2 separate regions of the Sus scrofa genome follow, and region 2 is linked to region 1. The links are chromatin contacts, called in public HiChIP or PLAC-seq maps. All regions are on one chromosome and are shown on one strand. Each heading gives the region's core, a stretch centred on a gene start, on an enhancer-like site or on the middle of the called end of the contact. The rest is flanking DNA. Distances are from core to core; before and after follow the strand shown.

Region 1 (7,568 bases), core at 3,525-6,024:
ATTTGTCACTAATCCTATTTAGAGTGTTTTTCATTTCTTTTCTTTTTTTTTTTTTTTTTTTTTTTTTTTGTCTTTTTGCCATTTCTTGGGCCGCTCCCGCAGCATATGGAGGTTCCCGGGCTAGGGGTCAAATCGGAGCTGTAGCCACTGGCCTACGCCAGAGCCACAGCAACACGGGATCCAAGCCACGTCTGCAACCTACACCACAACTCACGGCAATGCCAGATCCTTAACCCACTGAGCAAGGCCAGGAATCAAACCCGCAACCTCATGGTTCCTAGTCAGATTTGTTAACCACTGCGCCATGACGGGAACTCCTGATTTTTTTTTCTAAAAGTAAAATTTGAGTCTTTTATATCTTCCATGCCCCTATCTTTTGAACGTATAGAATATAGTTATAATTATAGTTTTAATAGTTTTCCACTGCTAATTCTAACAACTGTGTCACTTCTGAGTCAGTTTTAGCTGATTAGTTTTTCCACTAATTACAGTTTATATTTTCCTTCTTCTTCGCGTGCCTGATACTCTTCATCTGAATGCTGAACAGTGTGAATTTTACCATAGTGGGTGTTGGATATTTTTGCATTCTTATAAATGTTCTTCAGTTTTGGTTTTTTTTTGTTGTTTTTTTTTTTTTTTCTGGAATGTGAGTTAGTTATTTGGAAATAGCGCCATCAATTTGGGGTCTTGTTTTTAAGATCTGTCAGATAGAACCAGAACAATATTTACAGGTCTCTTTATTCTCTACTACAGAGACAAGTTCTTCCTGGATTTAATCCAATGTCAGGTAAATTGTGAGGTGTTCCATTCTGGTTGTTAGGAGCAGGTGCTGCTCCTGGCCCTGTGTAAGCAGCAGGTGCTCTTCTCCCATTCTCATACTTGTGCCAATCACTACTCTGCTGATTACTCAAGGGTTATTACTCGCCGCAGATCTACAGAATCCCTTCTCTACCGCTCTCTCCAGGACCCGATTCTTTGAAGACTCACTGCCTTGGTCTCCCTGGATTCTCCATTCTATCTGCTCACCTAAGGGAGTCTCCCAGAATCCAACTAGGATCTCCCTCCCTACACTTACTTCCGAAAGTTCTCTCACTGTCATGAGTGGGCATAGGGTTTACCTTTACTTTCTGTCTCTCAGGGGCTCGAATTTTTCACTGCCTATGTCTTGTGCCTTGAAAACCATTGTTTCATATGTTTTGTCTAAAAGTTTGTTTTGAGTTGTTTTATATGGGAGGGCAAATCTGGTCCTGTTTCTCCATCTGGGCCAGAAGTAGAAATTCATATCAAATTTTTAAAAAGAAAATTGTAGGAGTTCCCATTGTGGCACAGAGGAAACGAATCCAACTGGAAACCATGAGGATGCGAGTTCAATCCCTGGCCTTGCTCAGTGGGTCAAGGATCCGGCATTGCCGTGAGCTGTGGTGTAGGTCACAGACACGGCTCGGATCTGGCATGGCTGTGGCTGTGTCGTAGGCCACCAGCTATAGCTCTGATTAGACCCCTAGCCTGAGAACTTCCATGTGCCTTGGGTACAGCTCTCAAAAAAAAAAAAAAAAAAAATTGTAGATGAAATGAACAGAGGATCAACCCATCTTTCATTAGAAAATGACTGGCTTGGGGCGTTCCCATTGTGGCTCAGTGGAAACAAATCTGACCAGCATCCATGAGGACGCAGGCTTGATCCCTGGCCTCACTCAGTGGGTTAAGGATCCAGCATTGCCATGAACTATGGTGTAGGTCACAGACTTGGCTCACATCCCACATTGCTGTGGCTGTAGTGTAGGCCGGCAGCTATATGTAGCTCCGATTAGGCCCCTCGCCTGGGAACCCCCATAGGCCATGAGTATGGCCCGAAAAAGACAGAAAGAAAAGAAAATGAGTGTCTTGGTAGTTAGAATTGGGTTTTCTGTAAACTAAAATACATATTTTACCTATAATAAGAGAGAAATATGGTTATTATTTGCACAAAATAAATCTTACAAGTAGCATTAGCAAGATGTTAATTACTAAATGGATGTGTGTGGCTTCAGCCTTCTCAGTAACTTTTCTAGAAGAAACACATCTGCTGTCCTCTCTGGACACTTAACTCTAAGGCATGTTTTCTCCCGTCCGCCAACTTCCTGTAGGAACATGATTCTTTGATTGTTGGTGTCTTGGTTAACATCCAAGCCTTGCCTGTGATATGTACAGAGCTTGGAAAATAACAATTTTCCTCCCCAAACACCTTATTATTTAATGATCCTCTTGTTTATGACAGTAGCCTTTAAACAGGAACGTACCCCCGAAAGGTGGCAAACAAATGCTTCATTTCTTTTTACGATCATAGTGCAGTTCACGTGCTTTTCAAAGATCTGCGTTTGCATCCAATTGTTCTAGCCTTCCTGTCCTACCAAAACCAAGTCTATAAACATTTCCCTGCAGTTGAGAATGGAAAATCCATATGCAGTGTTTTCATTCACAAATTCATTTATTAAACATTATTGAATGTGCATAACTCATGACAAAAATTGTACTAGTTAATAAGGGCTTACTAGGTTAGGTGACTGTGGTAGGGTAAGTTAATATAAGGGTAGAAGTGTAGGGTTTGACATGGTGATGTCTGATGCATGTATTTGAGGACTGTATATTAGGAGGGGTATGTGGCTTACAAGGTGATTCACTAAAAACTTAAGTCCGTGGTAAAAAGCAAAGGATGCTGAGAATCTAAACTCTATGACTATCCTTCACTGAGGATTAACTAGGTTCTGAACTAAGAAGTTAATGTACATTTTCTTATTTAACCTTATGAAGTAGATGTTCTTATTATTGTCACTTTACAGATGACAAAACCGAGGCTTCGAGTGATCCAGCAGCTCCTCCAAAAGTGTTATTTCTGTATGTAGCAGTGTAATGGGAAGAGGAAACAGGAATTATATCTGAGAGATATTACTCAAAAATAGTTGATAGAACCTGTGACAAATTAGAGGTTAAGGTTAAGGAAGAAGAAATTCCTGGTGGTCTCCAGTTTCTCTCTTGGGGGACCAGGCAAATGATGATACTTCATTAACTGCGATAACACGTAGAAAATAAAGAATGGGTTAAGGTGGGTGAGAAAATAACTTGAGTTCTAAACATTTTAAGTTTGATATACCTATTGGAAATCCGTGTGGGTAACTCATGTAAGTTGCTGGAAATACTGGTCAGGAGTTGAGAACTGGGATCTGGAATAGAAGCATAAACTATCACCACTTAGATAGTTGTGAAAGCTGTTCGTCTATGCCTTTGAGATTACCCAGGGAGATCATGAAGAAGACAAAACAATAAAATATAAACCTAAGATTGGCAATATTTTAGGGATGGGCAGAAGGGGAGGAATCATTAAAGATATATCAGGAGGAGAGGACTGAAAAAGAACTAGAAGAAAGTGTTATTATGTTAAGCCCAAGACGGGAATGTATTTCAAAAAGCCGGGATTAGTTAAAACTGTTAAATCCTAAGGAATTGTTAAGCAATTCATTGGACTTGAAAATCAGAAAGTTTCAACAGAGTGTATGGGAGGAAGCCAGGCTAGAATGAATTACTGCTGTGAAAGTGAAGAGAGCAAACATGGCTCTTTCAGAATGTTTGGGGGATAGCAGGGATGTAAGAAATTCAAAACGACGAGGGCTCAAAAAGAGTCACCATATTCTCAATATCCTTTTCATTATGTTTCATTTTAAATAATAGGTGTGAGAGGGAGGGGATTATGGCTACACTGGATTCTTTTTTTTGGCTTGATAATGTAGATAGTGGTAGCAGCTACCACCGTTAACAAGCAGATACTGTCCTAGGCACACTGCAAACATTAACTCATCTTAATCCTCACGTCATGGTTATCCCTGAGTTAAAGATGAGGAAAACTGAGATATCAAAAACATTGGAGTTCTTGGCTCAGCAGTAACCCGACTAGTATCCATGACAATGTGGGTTTGATCCCTGGCCTCACTCAGTGGGTTCAGGATCTGGCATTGCCTTGAGCTGTGCCTTGAGCTCAGATCCAGCGTTACTGTGGCTGTGCCATAGGCAGCTGCAGCTCTGATTTGACCTCTAGCTTGGGAACTTCCATATGCCATGGGTACAGCCCTGAAAATACAAAAAAAGAAAAAAGAAGGAACATAAGTACCTCTCCTAAGGTCACACAGCTAGTGAGTAGCAGAGACAGTAAACAAACTGAGGCGTCCTGGCTCTGTGTCCGCAATCGCAATCGTACCCACTCAACTCTATGTTTCCCTGCTGACCCAAAAAGCATTTTTGCTTTATTTAATCTTTTTTTTTTCAAATAGACATTATCTGAAATGAACATTTCTCAGGCTATTATCTTTAGATTGCTTTTCAGGACCTGCTTCAAATTACTTTAATATTCTTCAAAAACTCATTTCCTGGGGTTGGAATACTACTATATTCCTAGGAATGCCTACTAGTCCTATTCCTGAGTGCCATAAATAAGCAACAGACCCTAAAGAGAGTTGACTCTTGTAAATAGGCGAGCAAGCCTTCTAGAAGCTCAGTAAATGAATGAGCCCTCCCTTGGTTCAATAAATATACTCACAAAAAAATAAGTATGTTTTTTGACTTCTGTGTGGTGCTAATGTGATACCAGGTTTTATCTGAAGTGTTATGTTTTTCCTCTGCTCTGTGCAGAAAATCGCATGAATAAGCCTGAAATTATCTCTTGTTCTGAGGAACAGAGGTGCTTCCAGGCTAGACTTTCCAGCCATCATGGAAGAATGTGAGGAAATACGGCTCTGCTCCTGTTTGCACCAGACCTTGGCTGTATTACACACACCCTTTCTTCTGGCAGTCCTGTGACTGACTTCTTCTAACATGATTCATGGTGGTTTTCCATGAGTAAATATGCTTTAGTCTAAATCCAGTTAAAGCTCTCTTGCCCCCACTTCCCCTTCCCCTCTTCCCTTTGCTGCAGCTGTTTCTGTTTGCATTTGAACAAGCTGGTCTGTTAGCCTTAATGCACTTTTATTTGTTTTTTAAATGTTTGTTCTTTGACTTGGTTAAAGAAAGGTCAGTTTTCTCCGTAAGCCTAGATAGATAATTATTCGTATTGATGGTCTCACAGAGACTGTTTCCTAGAGAGAATTCATTTGTCTGACGCAGGCCTAATTTGCATTGAAGAGATGCACACACTGATCTGAATCTGGCGTGGTTATTAAATCTGTTTTTAAAACTGCCTTCCGAAGCTTGTCTTACTTGTATACCCTGTTAGAACACCTTTCCTTTCTGTGTTTTTTTTTTTTTTCCTTCAACATTTTATTAGGAAAATTTTCTGATATAGAAAAAAAAAGGCAAGAATTTTACAGTAAACACTTGCACACTTGCCTTATTATAGCATTGATGTTTTATTATCTTATTTTTCCCACATATCTATCCACCCACCCATCTCTGGGACCACTCATTTTTTACAAATTTCAAAGTAACTTCCAGATGTCAGTATATCTTGGAATTTTTTGAGAAGGATGGGATAATCTTTCTGCTCTCTTGCCACCCTGGGACTTCCACTTCTTGGGTGCAGGGGTAAGAAAACCACATCTGTTACTGAATGTATGGATTAGCTTATCTTTTCCTCTTCCCTCAGCTATAGTTGCAGGGATCATTTCTCACTGGATTATTTCAGTAGTTTCTGCCTTAGAAAACCTCTTGAAAGCCAGCTGATATCCCAGAGAAACATTTATTTAGGAATATGAACTCCACATCATGTATTCATAATCTCCATGTCCCATGGTTCAGGCCATTCGTATGCCCTAAATTTATAGTTGGTACATACGAATTATGGCTTTCTTGTATCATATTGATCTGACAAAAGCCTTAGATTCTGAGGTACAGAAATTGTTTCTAGGCCTGTTCTTGGTGTCTGCAGTTGTTTTACCATATGGTACTGGGCTAATTTTGTCTTTTCTTCCCTTGAGGCTTTTGTGAATTGATTACATTTTTAGAAAAATTTTAAAATAACTTTTTAAAATGTCAAAGCTTTCTCGGTAGAATAAAATATGATGAGAGATTACGTCAACATGAGAACAAGTTACCTTAATAGAATTTTTCTCAAAAACTTCAGCACATAGTTGAATCTGTACTTATTCCCCATATTATAAATTGGCAGTAGTCATAGTCATGAAAGTCCTTTTGGCACAGGATGGTAAGTAATCTCAGACCTGAAAAGATAAGTCGGTTAGTTTAGAAAGCAACTGAGTGTCTCAGAAGCTCTTCTCTTTCTGGAAAGGTCTTTTCTGGCCAAGCATGCAGATCCTATAGTGAAGCACAGGGGAGGTGAAGGAGAAAGAAGCTAGCCTCTCCAGTCAGCTAAGTCTACTCAATTCTGGTCATCAGTGGTTTAATCAGTGGTCAGACTGCAGATTTAATAGTGACATCGTAGAGAGCAGCTACATAATAAATAACAGAAAAAAAAACATGGATTTTGGATTCAGATTTTGAGTCTAGTTCTGAAACCAGGTGTGGGATCTTAGCTCTCTTAAGGGCTGATTAGACTCATCTCAAGCCAACTGATCTTGTGTTTTCCCCTTCCTCACTGGGAGTCCTGTGACTGCTCAGCCAGAGCTCAGTGTGTCTGTCTGAATGTCTCCCCACCAAGAGCACTCAGAAACCCAGGAAACCCCCTGAGTCACGGTTAGCAGCCCCCTCCTATCAAGCGACATCATGGAAAATGGTGGAGTAAGGAGCTCCAAGAATCAATCCCTCCCCTGAAGCAACCACCAAGCTAGCATGTCTGACAGCATCAACTTTTTCAGAACTCTGGAATTGCAAAGCAAAGCAAGAAAAGCAGGTTATAAAACAGTATCTATAGTATGATCCCATTTTTTGTTTTAAAAATAAGTGTATATGGTACATACAGAACTCAGGGGAAAAAGTGAATTGAGTTTCTCTCTGGGCAGTGGGAGTAGAATTATCATTTTGTTTATTTGCTCTTCCTAAACTTTCTATAGTGAATATGTATTACTGCATAAAAAAATAGCAAAAGTGAAATAGAAGAGTTTGGCAGTTTCTCAAAAAGTTAAAACATAGAGTTTCCATATGACCCAGCAGTACCACTCCTGCAAGTATACTCAAGAGACTGAAAACATATGTACACAAAAACTTGTACATGATTGTTCATAGCAGCATGACTCATAACAGCCAGAAAGTGGAAACAAGCCAGCTGTCTGTCATAAATGGATAAACAAAATGTGATCTACCCACATAATGGAATATGATTTCAGCAATTCAGAGGTTGCAGTACTGAAACATGCTACTACATGAATGAACCTCAAAACATGTTAGGTGAAAGAAGGCAGATACAGAGGGCCACCTGTTATATGGTAACATGTATGTGAAATGTCTCAAAAAGCAGTTCTGTAAAGACAGAAAGTCTCTGATTGCCTGGAGGCTGGGGGAAATGGCGACTAGAGAGTGATGGCTAAGGGGTGTGTGGTTTTCTTTAGGCAAAGATGAAATTATCCAGGAACTAAGCAGTACTGGTTGTGCAACTTGGTGAATATACTAGAAACCACTGAATTATATACTTAAAAAGGATGACTTTGATG
Region 2 (7,568 bases), core at 2,925-5,424, 300 kb before region 1:
GCCATAAAAAAGAACAAAATAATGCCATATGCAGCAACATGGATGCAACTAGAGATTCTCATGCTAAGGTGAAGTAAATCAGAGAAATACAGATACCATGATACCACTTACATGTGGAATCTGAAATACGGTATAGATGAACCCATCTACAGAACAGAAAGCGACCCACAGACATGGCAACCCACAGACATGGACAGCAGACTTGTTGCCAAGAGGAAGGTGGACGGAGTGGGATGGACTGGGATTTCAGGGTTAATTGACTCAAACTGTTACATTTAAAATGGTCCTGCTGTATACCACAGGGAACTATGTCCAATCACTTGTGATGGAACATGAGGAAAGATAATACAAGAGAGAGAGTTTGTATAGATGTATGACTGGGTCACTTTGCATACAGCAGAAATTGATAGAAAAATGTAAATCAAATATAATAAAACATTTTTTATAGTAGGACAGGGTCTAACACAGGGAATTATAGGCTTTCACAATTCTGGGAAAGCTGCAGGAAGGATGGTGGTTAGGGTCTCTTTTGAGGAACCTGGAAGGGCAGGAATCACAAAGATACTGCCTTTGATCTCAGCTGTCTATAAAGCCAATGGAAGATTCTCATACCACCCAAAAGCTGTAGTTAAAATCCCACGTCAACCATCCCATCTGCTGCCGCCCATACTTCTGCCCTACCTGCTTCTAGAAAACACTGGCTTCTCCTTCTCTTCTCTACCAGATTTCATGCAAGCCCTTTCATTAGTGGAGTTTAAGAGAACATGTACTCCTGTGGGAAAAGACAGATATGATACCAAATATTCACAAAGAGCAACTGGCAGGGTTCTCAATAAACCCTCCCCCTATACATAGGTGATTTTATTATGGAACTTTGTGGTATTACATTCTGCTCCTATCAGAGGCAGACATCATAAGAACTGGTACGATAGCTATAATTTCATAGATTTTATATAGGGCAACAATATTAAGCACCCATCTTACCTTCCAAAATCACCCAGTATGTGAGCAAGTCTTTTGGAAGAGTAACAGAAAAGGAAGGTAAAGATCCATTTGCTGTTCTCAAGCAAGCAAGCATTGTTCATTCAACAAACTGACTGAGAGCCTACTATGTGTTCACATCAGAAACCTGAGGAAAGGAGAACTTGATACAGATTCGGATATAATGTAGTTGAGGAAGAAAATTCTGCAGAGAAATGCTAAGTACAGCATTCAAGATAGAGATTACTGATGGGGAGAGTGAGGACACAGGCAGGAATAATTGTATAAGAAGTCTTTTAAAGTGGATGAAATGTACATGTTTGCATATTTTATTTTTTACCTTTTTCCCTCTAGCTGAAATATGTCACAATAAAACTTTTATTTTAAAAGAACTGTGCAGGGTCTGTATCTTTGGGGAGCTTACATTTTAATGGAAGAGGACACACATGACGTAGACTAAGCAGTCAAAAATTGATGTGGGGCTGGGAGTTCCCGTCGCGGCGCAGTGGTTAATGAATCCGACTAGGAACCATGAGGTTTCAGGTTTGATCCCTGGCCTTGCTCAGTGGGTTAAGGATCTGGCGTTGCTGTGAGCTGTGGTGTAGGTTGCACATGTGGCTCAGATCTGGCATTGCTGTGGCTGTGGCCAGCAGCTACAGCTCCGATTGGACCCCCAGCCTGGGAACCTCCATATGCCACAGGAGCAGCCCTAGAAAAGGCAAAAAAAAAAATTGATGCAGGGCTGAGCTGTTCTCTTGGATTAAAAAGTTTTCCAGGAACCAATCTTTGTGTAGCTAATCAGTTAGATGAACAAGAGAAATTATGTATGGACTTGGGAATAAAAGAAAAATTAATGTTGGTATAAACTTTCACTTTTAATCAAGGTGTTCATATTGGACATCTTTCTTGCTTTGGGAGGGAAGAGAGAATAAAGCTAAAGCCCCACCTCGTGTTTTCCATGATTCTAATATCCAACAGAACAAACACTCTATAGACCAAGATCGCAAGTACAAAAGGATGAGCAGCACGGGAGAGGTCTAGCACAGCAGAAGGAAAGGGAAACAAAAAGAAGGGAAAAGTGAGCATTCAAAATTTACTTACACATAAGGCTATGTACTAGATTCCATGGCAAGTTAAAAGATAAGACATGTCCCATGGCCTCAAGGGACTTGAGATAGGATTTGCCCAAAGTCTCAGAAGTACCTAGAAAGATGCCAAGTTTGCCCTGTGTTTTACAAGAATGGTCTCATTTCATTCACACACTAACCCCACAAGGCAAGCCCTTCTGAGTCCATGTTTCTGGTGAGGAAACTGAGGCACAAAGAAGTTGCATAACTTGCTCCCTTCCAGCAAGAAGTGGAGCTGGGAGTTTATATCCACACCATTCTTAACTGCTGCCCTCTCTAGGGCAGAAAGGCTTTAGTGGACAATGGAATGCGTGTCGCCTAGAAAAATTTGTCTCTAGCAGTTAGAAGCAGAATTCACTCATTCCTCAGCCTCCTCCCAGGTCCCACAGATGTATTTTTTAACTCTATACTATTTTTAAAATTCTATTTCTTTCTTCTCTTGCCTTCCCTAGTTCCCTTTCTCCATGCTCATCTTCTCTTTCTATCCTGCTCCTCTCCCAAAGCCTGTAATACATACATAGCAAATAGTAATCGATGCTTTGTTTTCCAACTTGTCTTTTCTTTCTTGGGCCTGTGCTTGGAAGACATCAAATAGGTAACCCATCACACTGATATTTTTCCCTCTGTCCTGCATCATTCCTATTAGCTTACATAGTTAAGTACCCTCATCTTTAAAAAAAAAAAAAAAGTAACTATTTTTTAAAAACCTATCTTTGACCACAGGTGCGCCTGCAACCCTATTTCCCTATTCCCCATTTCCAGCCCCAACCTTTTTTTTTTTTTTTTTTTTTTTTTTAATGCTTAAGGTGGGGTGGGTGGAAGGAACGGAAAGACTTTTCAGGAAAAGGGAGCAGCATGAGTAACAGCATCAAGGTGGGAATAAACCTGCAGCCCCAACCTTTTTAACCAGCTGCTATTTCACATCTAATTTGAATGTTTCCAAATTAACATGCCCCTGGGGCAAGCCTTTGTTTCTGCAGCCACTTCCTTGCGTCTCCCAGCTTTCCCTATCTGGCAAGTAGCTCCTACAGGAGCCCAAAGAGTCTGGGCATCATCCATTCCTTAGTCTCCCACAATGACCCACCAACAAGATCTCTCTACTGGGTCTCTAACACACCCCAAACCCAGCTGCTCCTCTCTCTTTATCCTCATCCAAGCCACCTTTATCTTTTACCAAAATCACCATAGACACTTGGTATAATCCATTCTCCACGTGGTAGCCAGAGTAATGTTTTAAAATGCAAATCAGATAACAAGACTCCTCTGCTCAAAACCCTTCAGGAGTTCCTGCTGTGGCACAATGGGTTAAGAATTCCATAGCAGCAGCTTGGGTCACTGCACAGACTTGCGTTCAGTCCCTACCCTGGGAGAGTGGGTTAAAGATCTGGATTTGCCACAGCTGTCGTGCAGGACAGCAGCTGTGGCTCGGACTCAATTTTTGGCCCAGAACTTCCATATGCCATGGGTTTGGCCATAAAACAAAATTAAATCTTCAAAGTCATTCCATCACGTTTAGCATAACTTCTGGCTTCCAAGGCTCTTCATGACAAGGTTTCTGGTCCTCCCTCTGACCAGGTCACCCTCTCCCCTGCTCTCCGAGCCTGAGCCACAGTTGCTAGCTTTCTGTTCCTCGTGCAGGTTAAGGTTTGGTGCTTTGGCACTCTTTGCTCCCTCTCCCTGGAATATGGATTCCCTTGATCTTCCATCGATGGCTTCTTCCCCACCTTTGAGTCTCAATTCAAATGTCATCTTCTCAGAGGGGCCTTCCCTTACCACCCAGCTGAAAACATTTACTCGTCTATTCTCTATCACCCTGTCCTGTTTGACCTCATATTAGCCCTCATTACTACCTAGTGTTGCATCGCTTTGGGAGTCTATCCATATTAGAACACACAAGCTCTGTGAGAACTAGAACCTTGTCTTTCTTATGTTTTGCTATATGCTCAGCCCCTAGAATGGCACACCAATATTTAATAAATTAGTGAAAGATAAGAACCTTGAAACCTAGGACTGTTATGACTCATCAACTTCTATACAACTTTTCTCTATTGCCTAATGACCATTGCTCCATACCTTATGAGCTCTCAAAGTGTGACTCATGATGACAAAAGCATAGAATATAAATTTTCCTTAAAAATTCTGGAGCTACGAAGGGAAAGCGATCTTTTTTTTTTTTTTTTTTTTTTTTTTCCTTTTCTAGGGCTGCACCCGCGGCATGTGGAGGTTCCCAGGCTAGGGGTCTAATCAGAGCTGTAGCTGTGAAGCCTACGCCAGAGTCACAGCAACGTGGGATCTGAGCCACATCTGCAACCTACACCACAGCTCATGGCAATGCCAGATCCTTAACCCACTGAGCAAGGCCAGGGATCAAACCCACAACCTCATGGTTCCTAGTCGGATTTGTTTCCACTGTGCCACGATGGGAACTCCCGGAAAGCGATCTTAATGTATGCTTTCACTTTCATGAAAAGAAGTTTTTTTATTTAATTTTTTTAGGGGGGATGAGAGGCTTCCGAATTTTCAGCTTTCATTAATTTTGTCTGTCGCTCCTAATGAAAACTTCTGATGAAAATCCGCTGTGATAAAATAGTTATGCTAACTGCAATCCCCCAAACATGGGAATCTTTTCTAGGTTTGGGGTGCAAACCTTTGAACCAATAAGTGGTTGTCAAGTCCCAAGGGCAAAACATTCCCCAAAGCCCTTCGTCTGCCACGCGCTTACCCTCCTCCTCTTCCACCCTGTGAACTGCAGGAACAGGGAGTCGTTAGCTGTTTTGAGAACTCTTCTACCAAGAAACAGTGTCAAGAAATTCCATGCCCTAAAGAATTTTCTAGGGTTTTCCAGTCTGTATTATGAAACACTTTTAAAAAGTGGGTTATAGGCATTTTTCTATCCACTCTGTATAACTCGAATAGATTGTGTAATGCCTCATGAAGGGCCTGGATGCTCACCACCCACATCTCCCGTCTAAAACTAGGTTATGAGTAAAATGAAAACTCTGCAAAAAAAAAAAAAAATCCTTCTGCTTCTCATAAAGTCCTCAGCTCAATTCATATCTCACAGGCATAAAATCCAGATCGTATAAAGAGGTTAAGAACCTATAATAATTACTATCCAGTTCATAATGAACAGTAACAGACACTCCCTTTAAAATTGTGGAAATTCTCATTTCCACACGAAAGCCAAGAGAACACTGGCATGACGTCAGCAGGCGAGAAGACTGAAAGGATGCTTTCCTCATTTACCCAATAGCTCTTGCCCTCCTTCATCCTGGACAAAAGCAAGCCTGCCGCACCTGGGGTTCAGGGAAAATTAGGGTGGAGGAGGGGTAGGATGGAATGGAGAGGCTTTATCTAGTCTGGGAAAGTGCCCAAGTGGAAACAATTGAATACCCAATCATTTTCCCAGGAGGCTGGCAGAGTTCTCCGTAGACTGTTAAGCGTCAACCACTCTGCAAACTCTATGAAGAGATCTTTAAGGCCCTGCATTTTCCCCCTTCTGGGGAAATGTCTTCACTCCAAGAGGTTAGCCTGGGAAGATATATCCTTATCTTCAAACCACCACAACAAAGCCCCTAGTCCCCGCAGAGTGAAATTCCTGTGCTCCACCCTAATTGAGTTTAGGAAACTGATAAGACAGCTGTGAAAATAGAGTGAAAAACATTCACTCTCATTCAAATCAGCTGGCACAGTTTGCCCCTTTTTAAGAAGCGACTAGGAGGTTATTTTCCATTTTTTAAAATAGTTATAGACCAAAACACAATTACGCAACTACACTTCAATTGCAAAGTGAAATTGTCCACCCATGAGATCATATGTAGCTCATATGTATGTGTTTATTTAAAACTCTATATTTTAAAACATCCACCAAATAGAATACAATCAACTCCACGTACTCAATACCCAGCTTCAATGATTATCCACATAAATCCATTCCCCTTTAATATTCTTACAATAAAACACAAAAGGCTGCTGTGAGAAATATGCACATGTGTCTTACAGGCTGTAACATTTGTTAAGATACATAATAACTTCTTTAGAGTTTGGGGGCAAAAGACTAAAACTTCGCAAATTCTGACTAATTGGCTACAACTCTGCCCCAACTATTGAAAAAGCTGCACTATACAATTTTTAAAAGGCAGTTTTATCACTTTCAAGTTAGAGTATCATAAAAGCGTTGCCAAGGAGAGGTCCTGTCAATTTCGCTGTAATGAACAAATGCACACGAATGATAACTATAAAGTTACTACCTTTGCATGCAAATAGGTGCTTCTAAAGTAATGAAAGATGTATTCATCAGCTCAGGCTGCCATAACAAAACACCATAGACAACAGAAATTAATTTTCTCACTGTTCTGGAGGCTGGAAGTCTGAAATCAGGATGCCAGCATGGTTGGGTTCTCTTCCTGGTTTGCGGACCAACTGAGCTCACGAGGCAGAGTGAAATCAAGCAAGCTCTCTGGTTTCCCATCTTGCAAGGACAGATCCACAGATCCCACCCTCCTGACCTCACCTAAACCTAATTATCTCTCAAAAACCCTGCTTCCAAATGCCATCACATTGGGGGATGGGGCTTTAACATACAAATTAAGGGGAAACAAAATTCAGAGCAAAAGACCTGTTTTTTCCCTTCAGTTTAAGATCTTCTTGACAAATTACAATGATGTAGACTTTATTTATTTGCCTAGCCAACACTTTTAATTCATGGTACAAATCCACACTTTGGACAAGTTCATAACAAACACCGCAAATTGCACATAAGATAAACTTACTCTTCTCTTTGGGGGTACATTTTCCCCTAAATAAACTGAGAAGGGGCAAGAAGTAATAAGAGGTAGGTAGGTTTTCTGCGTCTGCCCCTGGGCCTGAAAGTGGGGGCAGGGTGAGGGGCAAGCATAGCTGCTTTCACAACAAACAAGCTAGTTTAGGGTTTATAGAGTTAACGATCCAAGCTTGCCGGTAATATTCAAAGTAAATACTAAGATCTAAAAGCCTGAATTCAAACCTGGCTTGTGTCTTCCTAAAGAGCAGTCATTTTTTATTAACAGAAATTAGACTGCTTACCGAGAACCTGGAAAAAAATCCAAGCTTTCAAAACTCCCCTTGAATCTTCATGTGGGTAATGCATTATTCTGCTCCTGTTGTGCGGATGCCCAGCTGTTGGTGGCTAAACTCTCCTGGAAAGGTGACCCCACTTGGAGAAGTGAAGTCATGATGGCAGAGCACTGTCGAGTGCTCACCTTGGGATGAAAAGGGGCATCACTTCTCTTCATAAGGACGCTCTGCCTACTGATGAAAGTGCTTTGGGGTCTTCGGGGCCAAAATTTGGAACTAAGAACAGGAAAAAAGTACTTTGGGAAGGGTATTTGAGCTGCCAACACCCTGAGATATAACTTATGAATGAACTGGCCATAGTGAAATTTTGTCCTGATATTTTCCTGAGAGTGGAAAGTAAATATG

What was found. HiChIP or PLAC-seq counts read pairs in DNA pulled down with a chosen protein or histone mark.
Region 2: a contact with region 1 is called in an H3K27ac HiChIP or PLAC-seq map of alveolar macrophages. The contact joins two enhancer-like sites. A contact is called at or near these places in 1 of 47 Hi-C or Micro-C datasets (embryonic fibroblasts) and 1 of 2 datasets of contacts at active chromatin or transcription factors (alveolar macrophages).

Annotation. Positions count from the first base shown.
Region 1 is chr12:15,553,022-15,560,589 of Sscrofa11.1, reverse strand. The region is part of intron 8 of TANC2 (protein TANC2); the gene reads left to right. Among named protein-coding and RNA genes, the nearest start is that of CYB561, 110 kb to the right of the region's middle. Within about 2 kb of position 4,774, at least 32 of the 83 cell types and tissues checked have an H3K27ac peak or open chromatin away from gene starts, as enhancers often do. A contact at or near this core is called in alveolar macrophages, where this site is marked.
Region 2 is chr12:15,851,472-15,859,039 of Sscrofa11.1, reverse strand. No RefSeq gene overlaps it. Among named protein-coding and RNA genes, the nearest start is that of TANC2, 41 kb to the right of the region's middle. Within about 2 kb of position 4,174, at least 1 of the 83 cell types and tissues checked has an H3K27ac peak or open chromatin away from gene starts, as enhancers often do. A contact at or near this core is called in alveolar macrophages, where this site is marked.